Linked DNA regions of Sus scrofa: regions 1, 3, 4 and 5 are each linked to region 2. A link is a contact called in public Hi-C and HiChIP or PLAC-seq data. All regions are on one chromosome and are shown on one strand. Each heading gives the region's core, a stretch centred on a gene start, on an enhancer-like site or on the middle of the called end of the contact. The rest is flanking DNA. Distances are from core to core; before and after follow the strand shown.

What was found. A called contact is a pair of places that touch in the nucleus more often than the background predicts. HiChIP or PLAC-seq counts read pairs in DNA pulled down with a chosen protein or histone mark.
Region 1: an H3K27ac HiChIP or PLAC-seq map of skeletal muscle shows a contact between it and region 2. The contact joins the promoter of EMD here to the promoter of G6PD in region 2. A contact is called at or near these places in 1 of 5 promoter capture datasets (fetal liver), 1 of 47 Hi-C or Micro-C datasets (heart right ventricle) and 2 of 2 datasets of contacts at active chromatin or transcription factors (alveolar macrophages and skeletal muscle).
Region 3: a Hi-C map of liver shows a contact between it and region 2, with 8 times the contacts expected there. The contact joins the promoter of DKC1 here to the promoter of G6PD in region 2. A contact is called at or near these places in 1 of 5 promoter capture datasets (fetal liver), 4 of 47 Hi-C or Micro-C datasets (embryonic fibroblasts, liver and skeletal muscle) and 1 of 2 datasets of contacts at active chromatin or transcription factors (alveolar macrophages).
Region 4: a contact with region 2 is called in a Hi-C map of skeletal muscle, with 14 times the contacts expected there. The contact joins the promoter of MECP2 here to the promoter of G6PD in region 2. A contact is called at or near these places in 3 of 5 promoter capture datasets (fetal liver, fetal skeletal muscle and liver), 3 of 47 Hi-C or Micro-C datasets (liver and skeletal muscle) and 1 of 2 datasets of contacts at active chromatin or transcription factors (alveolar macrophages).
Region 5: an H3K27ac HiChIP or PLAC-seq map of alveolar macrophages shows a contact between it and region 2. The contact joins the enhancer-like site here to the promoter of G6PD in region 2. A contact is called at or near these places in 2 of 5 promoter capture datasets (fetal liver and liver), 11 of 47 Hi-C or Micro-C datasets (alveolar macrophages, blood, fetal liver and 7 more) and 2 of 2 datasets of contacts at active chromatin or transcription factors (alveolar macrophages and skeletal muscle).

Annotation. Positions count from the first base shown.
Region 1 is chrX:124,884,090-124,887,483 of Sscrofa11.1, forward strand. EMD (emerin) reads right to left here and starts at 1,340. Exons shown (of 3, transcript XM_021080757.1): 1 at 1,015-1,340; 2 at 1-890. The coding sequence starts at 583.
Region 2 is chrX:125,039,272-125,042,607 of Sscrofa11.1, forward strand. It overlaps G6PD (glucose-6-phosphate 1-dehydrogenase), which reads right to left and starts at 1,769. Exons shown (of 13, transcript XM_021080744.1): 1 at 1,305-1,769; 2 at 352-479. The coding sequence starts at 1,416. It also overlaps a transcript of IKBKG not described here.
Region 3 is chrX:125,216,947-125,220,385 of Sscrofa11.1, forward strand. It overlaps DKC1 (dyskerin pseudouridine synthase 1), which reads left to right and starts at 1,982. Exons shown (of 15, transcript NM_001142668.1): 1 at 1,982-2,009; 2 at 2,653-2,723; 3 at 3,155-3,241. The coding sequence starts at 1,994.
Region 4 is chrX:124,787,614-124,791,024 of Sscrofa11.1, forward strand. MECP2 (methyl-CpG-binding protein 2) reads right to left here and starts at 1,450. Exons shown (of 5, transcript XM_021080802.1): 1 at 1,364-1,450.
Region 5 is chrX:124,828,021-124,831,287 of Sscrofa11.1, forward strand. It overlaps TEX28 (testis-specific protein TEX28), which reads right to left. Exons shown (of 5, transcript XM_021080756.1): 4 at 1,033-1,168; 5 at 202-737. The coding sequence ends at 381. It overlaps LOC494564 (medium-wave-sensitive opsin), which reads left to right. Exons shown (of 6, transcript NM_001011506.1): 6 at 1-205. The coding sequence ends at 95. Among named protein-coding and RNA genes, the nearest start is that of TKTL1, 10 kb to the right of the region's middle. Within about 2 kb of position 1,806, at least 1 of the 83 cell types and tissues checked has an H3K27ac peak or open chromatin away from gene starts, as enhancers often do. A contact at or near this core is called in alveolar macrophages, where this site is marked.

The sequences.
Region 1 (3,394 bases), core at 90-2,589, 160 kb before region 2:
AGAGCGCAAATCTACACCCCGGACCCGAGTGCAGGGCTGACAGACCCCCAAAGGAAAACCCTGACCAAGCAGGTGTCTGCTGACCCCACTTCTCCCTGGAGGCCGGGGAGCAAGCATTTGCACCCAGTGGCCCCCTCGATTTATCCAAACCCAGCCACGACCCCCTCATACCCAAGTCCAGGGTGCCGGAAAGCCAGCTCACCTGGTGGTGGAAGGTGTCAGCATCCGAGAGCGAAGCCGAGGGCTGGCGGAAGCCCTTGGATGTGCCCACAGACTCAGGCTCCCCGTAAGTCCTGGTGGTCAAGTAACTCTCCTCATAGTAGTCGTCATTATAGCCTTGGGAAGGGGGGGCAGCGGTAGCAGAGGGGGCAACGATGTCCCCCACCTGGCCGGATGGCCCTAACGTGAATCCCATGGGGGGGGGCTGTGACATGGTCTCTGCCCTCCAGAGCCACTGCAGGACGGTGGGGGCTGAGCTCTCAGGTTCTCCCTGCCACAGGAACGAAGGGGTCCGGGTGCCCACCCACCCCTGCCTTACCCTTGCTCTGGTAAAGTAAGGCGTCCTCTTTCTTGGGCAGATCATACATATCCGAGTCCACGGATGCAGAATCTAAGTCTGAACGGAGGAAGGGCCAGGACCATTTGCCCCCAGGCTCCCCTCCCCTTCCCGTTGGGCCCCTCCCCACCCGTCACACCCTCGTGCCCACTTCCTCCCCGTCGCCCAGGCGTCCAAATGCTGTTCCCGAGGGCGGCCAGGTGGAGCCCTGGGGCGGGGGCCTCACCCGAGAACCGATAGGAGAAAGAGGATGCGGAGGAGTTCGGGGGCGAGAGCCTCCGCCTCTGGGTCTCATACTCGAAGATTTTCTTTTCGTAGAGCTTGCGAGTGGAACCTGGCCAGACATAGGGCACGGGGCGGTCAGGGGCGCGGGCGGGGAGCCGGGGGCAGCGCGGGACGGGGTGCGGAAGGGGGCGCGGGGCGAAGCGCAGGAAGGGGGTCCCCCTGGCGCCGCGTACCCACGACAGGCCCGTGCGGGATGTTGTACTGGCGCAGCACGGCAGCCAGCTCGGCGTCCGACAGGACCGCGTAGTCGTCCATGGCGGGCAGCGGGCGGCGGAGGCCTGGGGGTGGCCCGGGCCTGTCGACACGGGCCGAGCTACGACTACCTCGGAGCGCGGCGGGGGCAGCGCGAGCGCCTCGGGAGCGGCCGCGCCCGCGTCACAGCCACGTCACGCTCGCGTAACAGCCGCGGTCTCTGCGGGCTGCGCGCGCTGCGCGGGGCGGGACTAGGCCGAGAGGAGCCGCCGGCGCCGACCGCTCGGGCCCTGGGAACGGGCGGGGCGGGGCGGGGCGGGGCTGCCGAACCCAGACGTCACGAAGGGCGGGATTGGCTGGAGGCTAAAGACGGGCGTCGCGTGCGCCTGCGCCGGAGCGCCGCAGACCGGTGGGACCGTGGGAGCGGGCGGGGCCGCGCGTCCCGGAGCGGGGCGGGGTCAGCGAGCCCAGAGACGTCACACGCTAGCGCCTTTGGATTAGACCCGCGAGGGGGCTGGGCCTGCGCGCGAAGGGACGGAGCTTAGACCCGCCCGGACGTAGGAGCGGGGCGGGGCCGGCGAGCCGAGACGTCACCCGCTGGGCTGTTCCCGTCGGAAGTGGAGTGGGGCGGGGCCTGTGCCAGTGGAACCGGCAGAAACCGGCCAGGACCTGGGAGAGGGGCGGGGCCGCGCGCTGGGCGGGGCGCGCCCTCCCTGAGTCACGTGGGCTCCCCTCGGTCCCCCGCAGCCCCTCGCAGCCCCCTCCTCCCCCGAGCTCCGGCGCGTGGGGTTCTCTGGCCGCGCCCCAGCCCGCCGCCCAGGCAGCGGCAGCCGCAGCGGCGGGAAGGAGCCCGATCTTAAAGGCGAGCCTTCGGAGAGCGCGGGGCCGGGCCGGGCGCTGCTGCCAGCGCTTCGCGCGCGTGCGCCACGCCCGGGACACCCCGCAGCCGCCCCGCAGACCCCTTGCCCCAGCCCGCCTTCCCGCTCTGCGCGGCCCTGGCCTGCGCACCTGCGCCTGCCGGTCCCCACCGCCTCCCTCCCTCCCCGCTCCACCCGGGAGGAAATGGGGCACTGGGCCAGGAGGCCACCGGCACTCCAGGAGCCTGCGGCCTTGGAAGGGGCCCGGGCGTGCCAGTGGGCACTGGCAGAGGGCGCCGTGCGATGCGTGCACGCGTGCGGAGACGACGAGTGCCCGCCTGACCCGCCGGCCGCCCACCCGGGGCAGTCGGGGTTGCCTGTCCTGTCGGGATGGCGCCCTTCTGGACCCCGAGGGACCTGCTCAGGGGTTCCGAGAAGCCTTGGCAGGCTCTGAGCACCTGGGCTTCGTGGCCGTGTTAGTGCCGAGGGGGCCCCCAGGACAGGGGAGCCAGGGGACTGCAGGGGGCAAAGCACGGAAGGCTGCCAAGCTCTGCCTAGGGGCCTGGACTGTCACTAGGGAGTTGGTGAGGGCCTTGGTCAATAAAGAGCTGTCCCATGGGGACGGGAAAGGCGGTGACAATCACGTTCTTTAAAAAGCCAGCTGAGGGAGTGTGGGCAAACTGAAGTGTCCGTCCAGAACCGACCTAGGAGCCTGGGGCGAGGAGGTGCTGTCCAGGTTCTCATAGATGACAGCAGAAGAGAGGGAGGCTCCGGTCCGACCCGGGCAGGCGTGCCCAGGGCCACAGACAGGTTCTCCATGAGGTTTGTTCACCGGGGGGCCAGTACAGGGAGCCACACAGTGGTGAGAAGGAAGAGAGGGCTCTCGTTTGGCCACACACAAAGACCCTCAGAAAAGTTGCTGGGGGCCAGGTTTTGGAGCAAAGATGCCGCCTGCTCTGGCTCCGGAATAGGAGGGCGCTCAGATGTGCCTGGCAGTAGGAGGGGCCGAGGCCCCCCCTCGGCACGGCAGGGTCTTGCTGCTTATCTTTTGGAGGGGGGGGGGAGATGGCGTTTGGGCTCTGGGCGGCTCAGAGTCTGCCTCATGGAATTTGGAGTTTTGGCAAGATCCGATTGCCCAGCATCTCTCCAAGCCTTCTTCTGCAATGCTGGCCCCCGTCCCGGAGGCCGTCCTCCCCATGCCACCCCTCCTCATGCAGATCCAAGCTATTTCCTTATGAGGTCAAGGAATTCTGAGCTCGCCTTCTCCCCTGGGAACACCCCCTCCCCCGGCACCTGCCTTGGCACTCTGCCTTTTATTTCCCTCTCCCCTGGTTGCCCCAACATGAGGTCCCACCAGGGATGGCACCAGGAAGCTAACCCGTGATGGTCCCCTGCGCACAAGCCCACCTGGAGCCGAAGTCGAGCCCCACTGCAGGCAGAACCATCCCAGACCACCAGAAGCCAGATGAGCCCTTGACCACCAGGGCTGATAGGCCCTCCCTCA
Region 2 (3,336 bases), core at 519-3,018:
GAGTTTGGAAAACACACTCCCAGAATGAACAGCTTCCCCTGTTTGCCTCTCACTTTTCCCCACGGAGGAGGAAGTCCAAGCACACAGCCCCTGCGGACCTCCGGGCTCCAGGGCATGAGGCTGCAGCCAATGGCTGCACACAGACTTCAGCAAGGCCTTGCAATACGCCTACACCAGGGGGTGCTGGGGTGATAGTGGCGCAAGAGCAGGAGGGAGAGCCCAGCCAAGCAGAGCTGGAGAGGCCCTATAACAAGCAGGTGGGCGAGCCCAGGCACGGAGAGGGAAGGGACCTAAGCCATGTCCTGCTCTAAGTCTGCTGCATTTAAGATGTGGGGCCTGGGGGAGACTCACCGATGCTCCCATGATGATAAAGATATGTGTATCCGACTGATGGAAAGCATCGCCCTGGTACAGCTCTTCCCGCAGGATCCCGCACACTTGGGTCCGGCTCAGAGCCACCTGCTCTGCCATGGTACTCTCTGGAGGAAAAAAAACTTATTGATGAGGCAGGAGAACCGGAAAGCACTGAGAAGCTGGCTGGCCCCTTTCTGGAGGAGTCCTTTGGGCTCTCGTCCAGCTGATGCCTGATTACTGAAACCACTTGGTGGGAATGGCTGCGAGCAGGATGGTTGGGGGATGAGAAACTGCTGGCTCTGGTCATACTCTCCAGACAGCCTTCTTTCAGCGTGTACATTACAACATTACTCTAAGCATTAGTGGACTCCAACGAGGGCCTCAGCTCTGGGGGAGTAACACCAAGCTGGAACATCGGACCACCTGCTAAGGCCATCTCACCAAGGATTCAGGCGGAAGCTCCTCAATGAGCTGGAGCAAGTTAGATCAAGCAGCTGACAGTGTAGATCTAGTCCTCCTCCACCACCGCTGGGAGACCCCGGCCAATCCCCGCCCCTCTCGGGGTCCCCTCAGGGGCCCAATGGGGGTATGCAGGGGACGGTTAGATCAGTTAACACCCTCTCGATTTTGCCCCCTTCCCAAGCGTGGCAAATCAAAGCGTTCGCCCACTCAGTTACCTGTGCTTCACCGCTGCTGCCCTTCGCGCTCGCAGCCCCGGAGTTCCCGGCAGTTTCCTGGGGCTGCGCCCCGCCTGCCCATTTAACTGGCGGGGGCGGGCACCTGGTCTGAGCTGACCAGCCTCAGGCGAGGCGCGCGGGCGGGGCCTCCGTGTGCCCCTCCCCCGAGAGGCGGGGCGAGGCAGGTGCGCGCGCATCTCGGGCCGGTGGGACCCCCCCCCCCCCGCTCCCGCGCGAGGCCTGCCGGCCTGACCCGCTCCGCCCCTTGAGCACCTGCGCCGGCCGCCGGGCTGCGGGCCCCCTGCTGTCCTCGCCGCCGCTGCGCCGTGTCCCCGATGCTTCGCGAGTCCGTGTGCAGCTCCCCACAGCTCGCCCGCGTTCCCATCCCTGGCCTGGCCCCGCCCCTACAGTCTGGCTTTCTCGTCAGCCCGGGGTTGTCCTGCGCCCTCAAGAAGGGCTCCACTTCCGCCGGCAGCGTGGTCACGCCCCTCGACCCCACTTGTAGGCGGGGCCCTCTTTAGCCTCGCCCCCTCACTGGACGGGTCGTCGACTCCGATCAAACTGGCCCTATCACATGATAGCCTCGTCGTGGCTCCTCCCCTAGTGGGGGCGGGGCAGCCGACCTGCCGCTCGCTGGATGCCGCCGCCGGAGAGACAAGGGGAAATGCGGGTCGCGACGCATATTATTGAAGAGTGTCCTACGGGCCAGCCGAGCCTGGTACGCTCGGGCTTCCGTCTGGGGACAAGTCTCCCTCGCGCCTCTCGCGGGCCTGCTGGGGGCGGGGTGGGGGCGGAGTGTGAGTGTTTTACTTCCGGATCCCACAGCTACGACACCGGAAGCAGGAAATGGGAATTTGGCAGCCCGAGAAGGGAAGGGCGACCGCGGAACCCGAACTTTCTCCGAGCGCCGGGGTCCGAGGAGCGCTCGGGACCCGCCGCTCCCGCCCTTCTCACGTCGGACCGACTCTGCTGACAGGTGTGGTCCTCTTCTCCGAAGATAGGGTACTATTGGTGGGCGTTCCGCCACCTCCGAGACCCCCCCTGGACGACCAGGCTTTCCCCTCCTATTGGGCCCCGGCCCGGTTCTGCCGCCCGCTTCTAGATCACCCGCCGAGGCTGGCCAATTCAGGACCCAGGTTACTCTGGCGACGAGCGGGGCAGTTTTCGCCTCTCCTTCCTCTGCCGCGGCGGAGTCTGACCACACCCCTAGTTCGTGGATGACTATTCTACTTCGGAGACATTTTCTGTTCATCGAACTTGACTACATTTGAAGTTGTTAAGTTCTTTAAAAAAGCCTCAAGGGTAATTTGACAGCTAAGCATCTTTCCTCATGCGCTTCATTTTGCTCACTTTGCACAACGGTTAATGTCTGCCGGACCTCATATCAGTTCTGTGACTTGAGGATGAATGGGCCATAAGGAGGCCACTATACCTGGAATAGAGTGAGCGAGGGGGGAATAGTTAGAGAGGAAGCAATGGGGGACCAGATAGTGCACGGCCTACTATCTTGTTGTACGGGTTGTGGCTTTTTGGCGGAGGGCCATGAGGAACTATGGTAGGGATCTGGATAGAGGAGAGACGTGGTAGGAATTACCTTTTGGTCTGATTGTTCTGGCGCGGTGGGTAGAACAGACTGTACGTAGGGGGCAAGGGTTGGAGCAAGGTGATCTGCTAGGAGGTTATTGCAGTTATCCAGGTGAGAGATGATGGGGCTCGGATCGTTTTATTGTGAAAAATACCAAAGATGTGCAAAAGTAGAAAGGATAGTATAAACCCAAGGTACCCACCTCCCAGCGTCAACAGTTATCAACCTGTTGCTACCTTTGCTTAATTTATACCCCTCATAATCTCTTATTTTCAAAAATAGCTTTATTGACATATAATTCACATACCACACAATTCACCCATTGAAAGTGAACAATTCACTGCTTTTCAGTATATTCACACACCTGCACAACCATCACCATTCATTCTCGAACATTTTCATCAACCCATCACCTTATCTACTTCAGTTCTAAGCATCTATTAGTCTTTCCATCTCTCTATGTTTGCCTATTCTGGATAGTTCACATAAATGGACTCATAATATGTGGTTTCTTGTGAGCTGTTTCTCTGTGTTGCTCAGTGTTTTTTTTTTTTTTTTTTTTTTTTTTTTTTTTTTTGTCTTTTTGCCATTTCTTGGACCGCTCCCGGGCATATGGAGGTTCCCAGGCTAGGGGTCCAATCAGAGCTGTAGCCGCCGGCCTACACCAGAGCCACAGCAATGTGGGATCTGAGCCGTGTCTGCAACCTACACCACAGCTCA
Region 3 (3,439 bases), core at 732-3,231, 180 kb after region 2:
TGCTTGTGTTGAGGAGACAGTATAGGAGGAAAAGCAGGAGCAGCAGGGAACTGCAGGAGACCAGTGGAAAAATCTAGGAGAGCCATCGTGGTGGTATGGCTTACAGTGACAGCACTGCGGTGCTGAAAAACCCTCAGATTCTGGATCACTTGAAAGCAGGAGTGACAGGCTTTGCTGGTAGATCAGATGAGAAGTGTTGGAGAACCAGGCATGAGTACCTCAAATTTTGCCAAGTCTGTATCAGTTAAGCATTATAAAATAATGGGGGGAGTAAGGAATTGGTTGCACGGATTGGCGGATATTGAGGACTTTGGATAGCTATAAAAAGTCAAGTTAGGGAGTTCCTGCTGTGGTGCAGCAGGTTAAGGATCTGGAGTTGTCTCTCCTGTGGTGCAGGTTCGAGCCCCAGCCCTGGAACTTCCACATGCGGCAGGTGCAGCCACAGGGAAAAAAGAGTCTAGTTAGAGCATTAGTATTCTTGTCTTGGTATATACCAAAATAAATTGTAGATTGAATAAAAGTGAGAAAAACCAATCATATATATTTTTATATTTTTAAGTCAGAGTGAAATAAAATGGAAAAAAATCTAATCCTTGGATGGCAGAGGAGGAAACGGAAGAAAAGCAATAGCTGTCCTGTTTTATCAGCAGCGAGGAATTAGAAAAGATGGTACATATTCCATTTACGATCACAATAAAGAATTAGGGATCAGTCGCGTCTGCGCAGGCTCCGTTAAGGACTCCCAGTTAAGAGACACAGCAGTGAGAAGAGCAGCAGTGATATGGGAAGAGCACTTGAACCTGGGGGCACGTCTTCCTTGGCTGTCTGATTCCACAGCCGCAAGCAAGCTGTGCCTCTAGAGCACTTCGCATGGAGCCCAGTCGTGGAGTCCAAACTGAGGCTTGCCAGACGCGTAAAACACACGCGGGAAAGACTTGGTACAGAAAAGAAGCCCTATAAAATATTCCATTCATAATGTTGTCTGTTGCTCATAAGTTGACACGATAATTTTTTTTCCTTTTTTTAAGTTTTACTTTAATGATTTTTATTTTTCCATTATAGCTGGTTTACAGACATGATAATATATATATTTTTTATTTGTCAATGCCTCTTTATTATTCTTTAATCTGGAACAGATCTAGAACCTTTGTCTTTCATGCTCTACATATTTTTTAAGAATGCAGGCCTCCCTCAGTTTGGGTTTGCCTAATGTTGCATTATTCATGATGTTTCCTCATGATTAGCCTTTCTTAAACGAATACTGCAGAAGTCAAGTTTGGTCCTTCTAAAAGCACAAGATAATATTTTGGATCACTGAGTTCAAAAAAGTTTGCTATTAAAACCAATTTAACCTTTTTCCTTTTCCTTTTGTTCCAAGTGGCGGCTGGAAAATTTAAAAGTCCACAAGTGGCTCGCACTCCACTTCTATTGGCTAGTGCCGCTCTAGCTGGACGGGGTGACTTTCCAGCTCTCAGTGCCTCAACGTCTTCGTTTCTTAACCCAGGCTGATTCGGCACCAACCTTAAAGGGCCTGCGAGAGGACGCAAAGAGCGCTCAGCGGGGAGCCTAGGTGCTCCGCCGAGGTCCAGGCCCCGGAGCCGAGCGGGCGGCCACCGGGGCCACGCCCACTGGCCGCCGGGGCCACGCCCACTGGCCGCCGGGGCCACGCCCACAGGATCCCAGCCTCGGGGCCTGGCGGCGCAGGCGCTCCCAGACCCAGCCGCCGAGGGCGGGACGGGGGTGGGGGAGGCCCAAGGCGCACGCGCGCAAGAGCCGCGGCTCGGGGTTTCCGCCAATGAGATCGTGCGGCCGTCTCGCGCGCGCTTCGGGCTCCGCCCCGCCAGCCCGAGCCCGCCCACCCCGCCCCGCTGCACGACACGCACGGGGCGGCGCACAGGTGGGCGGGCCCTGGCGGCGCGGCCTGACGGCGGCGGGAGTCTGTAGTCGCTTCCTCGGGGGTGGCCCACGCGGCTCACACGCTCTGCCGGGCAACATGGCGGACGCGGAAGGTAAGTGTCGTTCTTCCCCGGGCGATCGGGTTGAATCCCCCCGGCCGGGGCCAGGTCCGTCGCTGGGAGAGCCGGTGGTGCGGGGAACAACGTCGAGGCCCGAGCTCTGCTAGCTCTAGCCGCCGGGCCTCCTGTCGACCTTGTCTCTTGGCCTTGGCTCCACGGGTGAGGGCGGGAGAGCGAGGGGCCCCTCGGTGCCTGACGCCACACGGCCCGGGTCTCCCGCCGGCGATCCAGGGCCCCTTAGGGCTCTGGGTCGCCGTCAAAAGGCGTCCGCTGCCACCAGGTCGGACGCCGCGGACCGACAAGAGGCCGGAGGGGCTCGGGCGAGCGCGTAGCCCTAAGTCGAAAGGAAGTTGTGGGAGCCACTAGCCTTCGGGGATTATCCGCGGTCACTTAGGAAAGTTAGGGGCCCGCGGGCCGCGCACCCTGGCGTGTTTAAGCCCCGCCGCAGCCACGTGGTGAGCCGGGCCGGGAGGCGACACGTGCAGTGCTGTCGTCACCCGAGCGTTCAGCCCGCGCATGTGGTCCCCCACGTCGTCTCACCTGCGGTGCATTTCCTACCTGCCCTGGTGGCCTTCTCTGACTTAAACTTGGTCGTCTTTATTTTCTGGGAAAACTCCAATCCTGGCGTGTTTTGTAGAAGTACTTATTTTACCGAAGAAGCATAAGAAGAAAAAGGAGCGGAAATCATTACCAGAAGAAGATGTGGCTGTGAGTAGGAATTTCTTTTACTTCGCTTTTACTAAAAAGAAAGGTTACTGAGACAGCAGTTACAGAAGATAATTCTTTAAAGGTTTCTGCAGAATGGGCTGGAATTGGGTGGTGGTTGGGTAGAAACTGCACAACCCCAGCCAACCTAAGCGTTTTGTCTAAAGAGGTAGCCTTTGCTAAAGGGTGTTGGCCACACCAACTGCTCTGCCTGAAATTCTCTTTCTTATCCCACCCACATACCCTGTGCCACATATCTTGGTGGCACTTTACTCACCCTTCTGAGCTGTTGAGCCGCTTTCCCTTGGAGGTCCTGGTGAGAAGGCACAGGCTACTTTGGTTTTTATTTTAAAGGCACAGACTTGTGTGGTAGGAATGGAATTGTTCAGAATCAAGTGGGAAGTCTAACAGGCTGTGTTTCTGTCCTGTGGCAGGAAATACAGCATGCTGAAGAGTTTCTCATCAAACCTGAATCCAAAGTGGCTCAGTTGGACACATCTCAGTGGCCCCTGTTGCTAAAGGTGCGTATGCTGTCAGGTCGGTGCCTCACTTCTAACCATTCTCAGTTTCGTACTTAGCTTCCCGGTACAGACTTGAACCAGTTTGTGCAGCAGGCCGTGCTTGAAAGTGTGTGTGCTCTGACACCAGACCTCTCGCATCAGGCAGTGTGTGACCCTAGGCCAGTCATTTAACCTCTGAGGCTGTTGGCAAATCGTATC
Region 4 (3,411 bases), core at 200-2,699, 250 kb before region 2:
AACATGGGAATGGCTCTACAGAGCCCGTTCCTGTTCCTGGAAAAATAATCAGAAGCACACATCTGCCTGACCATGAGTCAGGAATATCATTTTTGTGGTGGAGCCCATTTCTGCTGTGACCAATCTACACCAAACACACAACAGAAGCGACGGCCACAGAGGTATGTTCCAGAGCAAGCTCCCCCCCCACCCCCGCCCCGTTGATCCACACTTGGTAATGCCATAAACGGTCTCCTCCGTCAAAGCAATCTTTAGACTCTTCACAGTGACCTTAAGTCTTCAGTGCAAACCCACAGAAAACATTGCCACGCCACGTACAAGTCACCTGAATTTCAGTTTGGGTGATTCAGTCAGAACCACACGAAAAAGAAAAGAAACTTTCGGGGACAACTGACAGGAACCACAGAGGGGCGATGAAATTGCCCCATCCGGGGCTGGGGATCGTGAGCAAGGCGCGCTCCGCGGCTCTGGAAGCCGGTCACATACTATGTCCCACTCCACTTATGTAACTGGAAGATCGCCGGCGAACGGGGGGAGGAGGGGAGGGCGCTCAGATTCTGAGGCCACAGCACCCCCAAAGACCCTGGGGGCGAGCTCCCACCGAAGAGCCTCAGGTGCTGCCGGACACGCAGTCCCCGACCCACGGCTCCTGATGGTAACTATAACCGCCTCTTTATGATGAGCCGTGGGACCAGGAACACAATGTCTAGCGCCTTTTGTGGGTGGACAATAATTCCCACCTACTTGTTCCTGCTAGATGCGAAAGGAACTCGCTCGCAGTGGGGGCAGAAAGTCATGGAATGGGCGAGAAGGAGGGGGAGGCAAAGCCTGGAGATGGGGGTGAGAGCGCCGGAGCCCTTGTGGCGCACTCTCCCGACGGGAGGCGGACTGCGCACGCGCGTCGGTGGGGGGGCCGAGTAACGGGAGAGGGGGCGCGCGAGGGAGGGAGACGCGAAAGCGCGATCCAGGGAGAGGCCGGGGCCGCGGGCGCGCGACGGCGCCGCGGGCCCGAAGCCCCGCGAAGGGCACGACGCGCGCGCAGCCCCGACAGGCGAAGCCCCGGCGACAGGGGCGCCCGCGGGGCCAGGGGCCGGGATGCGCGCCGAAGGCGGGAGGGAGGGAGGGAGGGGGGAACCAGGCGAAGGCTGCCCTGGGAGGCTGCGCCGAGGACGGTCACCCGCAAGTGCGGGTAACGGGCCGAGGGGGGGGGGCCGTCACCAGCGGGAGGGGGAGGGTAAGAGAGGAGGGACGCCATCCGCCAGCCGTGTCGCCCGACCCCGCGGGCCCCTCCCGCGCCACGTCCCGCCCCTACCCCCGCCCCCCAGCAAGGGTCCCCGCCCGCGGCCGCAGCGGTCCCACTCACAGTCTCTCCTCCTCGCCTCCTCCTCCTCCTCCGCTCGGCGCGGCAGCGGCGGCGGCGGCCATTTTCCGGACGGCTTTTACCACAGCCCTCTCTCCGAGAGGAGGGAGCGCGCGCGCCGCCGACGCCGAGACCCCGCACGGCCGACGTCGCGCCCCGCCCTCCCGGCCGGCCTGCGCGCTGCTGCACCTGCGCACCCGCGCCCGGCCCCCGGCGCCGCCGCGAGCCCGCACGCCATTGGGTGCGGCGCCCGGGGTGGGGCGGGGTCTCGGCGGCGACGCCGCCAATTGGCGGGAGATCGTGTCCATTCCGGCAAGGGAAAAGGGGGCGGACGCCCCGTCTAGCTGCGGATTGGCTGCCAACGGCCGTCATTTGGGAAAAAGAAGCGGCTTGGGCTCCGGGGGGCTGGTTTAGTGGGCGGAATTTGAATATTAAGGATTAATGGGCCCTTGCGGATGCTGGAGCAAAGCTAGGCCTAGGCTCGGGACGCTTGTTTGCGCGGCCATGCCGGGCCCTCGACCCGCTGTCCACAAACACACCCAGTACGCCGCTATACGTGTTTCACCGCACCCGCATTTTCTCCACATTACCACCTTCAGTACAAGCAGCAAAGTTGCCTGACATTGTTCCAGCCGAGGGACCTTGGTTTAAGAGGCCTACCCAATGCATTCTTACATCTGACCTGTAGTGTGCCACACAATCACAGGGGCAGGGAATAAACTGAGGAACAAATCACAGCCTTGATCTTCTTGAAACTCTGATGGGGGAAGAGCCAAGGCTGCAGATAGTCTGGTGGAGGTGGGCAGAAGGCACAATGGAAGCACAAAGGCAGCAGCCCTTAACTGCCTGCACAGGAGAGGAAAGACTTCTAGAAGAAGTGATTTGGGAGCTAAGATCCACAGTGCCGGTGAGAAAAATATTTAAGAGTATGAGAAAAGTTTTAGCTAATGGAGTGTTCAGGATAGGCCTGTTTGTCTAGGCGACCTTACTCTGATTCCAGCTATCATCCGATTCATCCAGTGACCCTTGAGCTAGGGTCAAGGAACCCTCTGATTCTGATGTGGCTCCTTACCCTCTGTTAATTTATTAAATACACGTTATGGAAGACACTGTTCCAGGCTCTGGATGCACAGTACTGAATAAGACAGCAAAACTATCATTCCTGTGGGGGAGGCTTCATACAAAGCAATATGTACAAATAAGTGTGTAATATGTCTCCTAGTGATAAGCGCTTTCAGACAGATAAAGCAAGGGTAAAGGGGGTGCTGCTTATATAACCACAGGCTTTTGCTCACATATTATTCCCCATATGGCTATCTGGGGAGAGAAGAAGATGTTGGGCAAGTTCAAAGGCCCTGAGGAGAGACTACACCTGACGTGTTGAGGTCTCACGAGTAAGTTGATGTGGCTGGAAGAGTGACGGGGTATGTGGTTGGAGAGGCACCTGGAGCTGCCATGGGAACTGGAAGCTTCTTCTGAGATGAGAAGTCTTTGGAGGATTTTGAACTGGGAGCTGCCATCATCAGATGTCTATGGCAGGTACAGTGTGGAAATCTGTGGCGAGACAAAATGAGGAGCAAGAGCCCAGGCAGGAGGCCCTGACAGCAGTCTAGGAGAGGTGACAGTGGTTTTTCACTAGGGTGGTAGCAGTGAAGTTTCTGAGAAGTTGTGCAATCCAAGCTATGTTTTCAAAATTGAGCAGAGAAGATTGGAGGTAGGGCATAAAGAAAGAGAAGAAACAAGGATGCGTCCTGAGGTTTTGGCCTGAGCAACTGAGTGAACGGGCGCTTTCACCATGATGGGGAAAACTGTAGGAGTACATTTTTGGCGGTACAGGTCAAAGATTCTGTTTTGCCGTATTAAGCGTGGGCTGCCTATTAGACGTGCGATGCTGAGAAGAGATGTTGAGTGGGCAGTTGGGCAAACAAGCAGTTAATAAGTCAACAAACTGAACCTCCAATGCAAGAAAGTATAAAAGGAACAGCAGAGTAAACCTGGAGAAAATAGAAGGAAAAAAATGACAAGCATAGGGAATTCCCATTGTGGCTTGG
Region 5 (3,267 bases), core at 556-3,055, 210 kb before region 2:
TGCAGCTTTTTGGGAAGAAGGTGGACGATAGCTCTGAGCTCTCCAGTGTTTCCAAAACAGAGGCCTCGTCTGTCTCTTCAGTGTCACCTGCATGAGTCTCCCACCCCGACAACGACAACGACAACAACGTCTGCCTCCTACCGGAAAATGCACCCGCCCCGCCCCCCCTTCTCCATCCCCGTGAAATAAATGTAGTTTCTCTTTGCCAAAAACAACCAAGTCATAGAGGCTGCCACTGAGTGCCGGGTCACCGGGTCGCGCGAGGGCACATGGCGACAGGAGGGTGGGGGAAGGGGACTGGGAGGCACTGATGCCGAGCTGAGGGGGGGCTGTCGGCCCTGGCTGCCCACAGGCGGGAGGCGCTGGCAAACCCAGGCCCTTCAAGGCCCATCCGACAGAGGCCTGGAGTCCTTGGAGCCCAGTCTCCATCTGGCGGGGACCCAGGCCTGCCAGTCCACGCTGGGGATGGCGTGCCGCTTCTGCCAGGCCAGGGCCCCGAGCCCGAGCAGCAGGAGCCCCGCGCACGCACACAGGCGCGAGTTCTCCAGCGGCAGGGGGCAGGCGCACACGGCGGACACCAGGACCAGGAGGACGGCGGCCAGGGCGAGCAGCAGGCTCGCAAACCAGAACGTGAGCTCCTGGGGACGGTCCCAGACGGTCCCCGGCACCTCCAGGTGGGTCACTTGCTGTAGCGTCTCAAGCTTGGAGATTCGGCTCTTGAAAGTCTCCGTGACCTCCTGCAGGGGACAGAAGCACACACCGTCACCGGAGGCCACCTGCCTGAGCTTCAAGGGGCGCGCGCCGAGCGCTGGGGAGCGGAAGACGTAGGAGGGGGTCCAGAGCCCAGGAGGAAAGCAGGGCCTGGCCGAGTTCCCAGATCAGCTACGGTGCACGGCAGAGGGCAGCGTGACCGCCAGGAGCGGACACGGCGCCTGAGCTGCCGCTGTCCCCACGGCAGGGCCGCGCCCGAGGCCCTGCGGCCCCCCTGGGCTTGGAGGGTGTCCGGGGGTTCGCTCAGCTTTTCCTCCTCACCCATATCTCCTTGGCTCTCTCGTAGGACAGGTAGGCCATCTTCTCTTCGGCGCAGGCCAGATTCTGTTTGAGGAGGTAAATCTCGTCCAGGTGCCCCTGCAGGTGCTCATTCACCTGTCCTTCCGCCAGCGCTCGTCTGGGGAGCAAAAGAGATAAGAACACTCCGAGCACCCTGCCCGCGGCCCGAGCGGCTGTTGAGCAGTCCTGCATCCCGACTAGACTTGGGTTCAGAATCCACCTTCCTCCTGTCGCCCCAGGCTCCAGTGCCCCCCACCCCCCGCGCCTGCTCCGGCTCCGTCTCAGAACACCCTAAATGCACATCAGCCTCCCCGGCACACACCGACATGCGTCCATCTTTTGTACAGTTACTCCTGCTTTACAGAAACAGCAACAAACTGCGAGTTGTAGGGACTGCCGTCTAAACTGGCCAGGTTTTCTATTAAATTCCGAGCATGTCCCCACCCAGGGTGCGGTGCGCAGCGGTTACGCCACAACCATCCACGGCTTCCAGACGTAGAGCAGTCGCAAAAGAGCACGCCCTGTGCGAGTCCGTGCAGGGGAAACGTCGGCACAGGCCCGTCTGTAAAGCCGGAAACAGAGGGGAGGTGGGGAGTGACTGCTAACGGGGATGGGGCTGCCCTTTGCACCGGTGGCACTGTCCTGGACTGAGATGGTGGCGGTGGCCACGCAGCTCCGCCACTACACTGACAACCGCTAAACTGTACACAATGAAGGGGTGAATTGCATGGGATGCGAATCATGTCTCAATAAAGCCGTTATCAAAACAGAAACCAAGACTGGTTTGTGGTAACGGTTGCACAACTCAGTAAGTTTACATACAGGCATAATGGTGCATTTTATGGCATGAAAACTGTATCTCAGTAGAGTTGTTAAAAAAACACGAATAAGGAGTTCCTGCTGTGGCACAGCAGATTAAGGATCTGGCATTGCCGCACCTGTGGCACAGGTCGCAGCTGTGGCTTGGACTCAATCCCTAGCCCAGGAAATTTCATATGCCATGGCGCAGCTATTAAAAAACCCCTGGAGTTCCCATCGTGGCTCCCATCGTGGCAGAAACAAATCTGACTAGTATCCATGATGACGCAGGTTCGATCCCTGGCCTCACCCAGTGGGTTAAGGATCCAGTGTTGCCGTGAGATGTAGTGTAGGTCACAGACGCAGCTCAGATCTGGCGTGGCTGTGGCTGTGGTGTAGGCCAGCGCCTATAGCTCCGAATGGACCCCCAGTCTGGGAACTTCCATGTGCCGAGGGTGCAGCCCTAAAAAGACAAAAAGAAAATCCACAAATGAAACATCCCTACCTTTTGTTTATGGCCACACTTGTAAGTAGTAAAAGTCTTAAAAAATACCTGGAAAAGCTAAGCACCTGATGAAGAGAGTGAGGTGGGCAGAAGGGGATGAGGGAATGGAAGCATTTCAAGTGAATCTTTTAAAGTTTTTTAAAAATTGTTTTCCCAGCTGGTTTGACACAACTTTTACTTTTCTTTTTTTGTTTTTGGTTTGGTTTGGTTTGGTCGCACCCATGGCATGTGGAAATTCCCAGGCCAGGGACTGAACCTGAGCCACAGCAGTGACCTGAGCCAGATTCTTAACTCACTCGATGCGCCATCAGGAAATTCACATCTTTTCAAGTTATATGTCTTAAAAAAAAATAAAATCTGGAGTTCCCGTCGTGCTGAAGTGGAAATCCATCACAAGGACGCAGGTTCGACCCCTGGCCTCGCTCAGTGGGTTAAGGATCCGGTGTTGCCGTGAGCTGTGGTGCAGGTCACAGACGCAGCTCAGATCCCAAGTTGCTGTGGCTCTGGTGTAGGCCGGCGGCTGAAGCTCCATTTTGATCCCTCGCCTGGGAATCTCCATATGCCACGGGTGCAGCCCTAAAAAGACAAAAAACAAACAAACAAACAAACAAAAAAGATTAGAGAAAGCTGGGGGTGGGCATAAAATGTTAATCATATTATTTTCTGTGTTCCCTGAACATCTCATGATTTTAAAAAGCCTTGATACAGCAGAAAATTGACGGAAAACTGTAAACCAACTACAATGGAAAAAATAAAAATCATTTTGAAAAGGGAATAAAAAAAAACCATTGAGGTTCCTCGTTTGGGCATCAAGAAGGATGGGCCAGAAGGAGAGAGGCCTGGCGGCTTGTAGCTCTTTAGGGAAGAGCAGAGGAAGGCCTGCCTGACCCAAGCCGGGGGTGGTGATGCTGCAG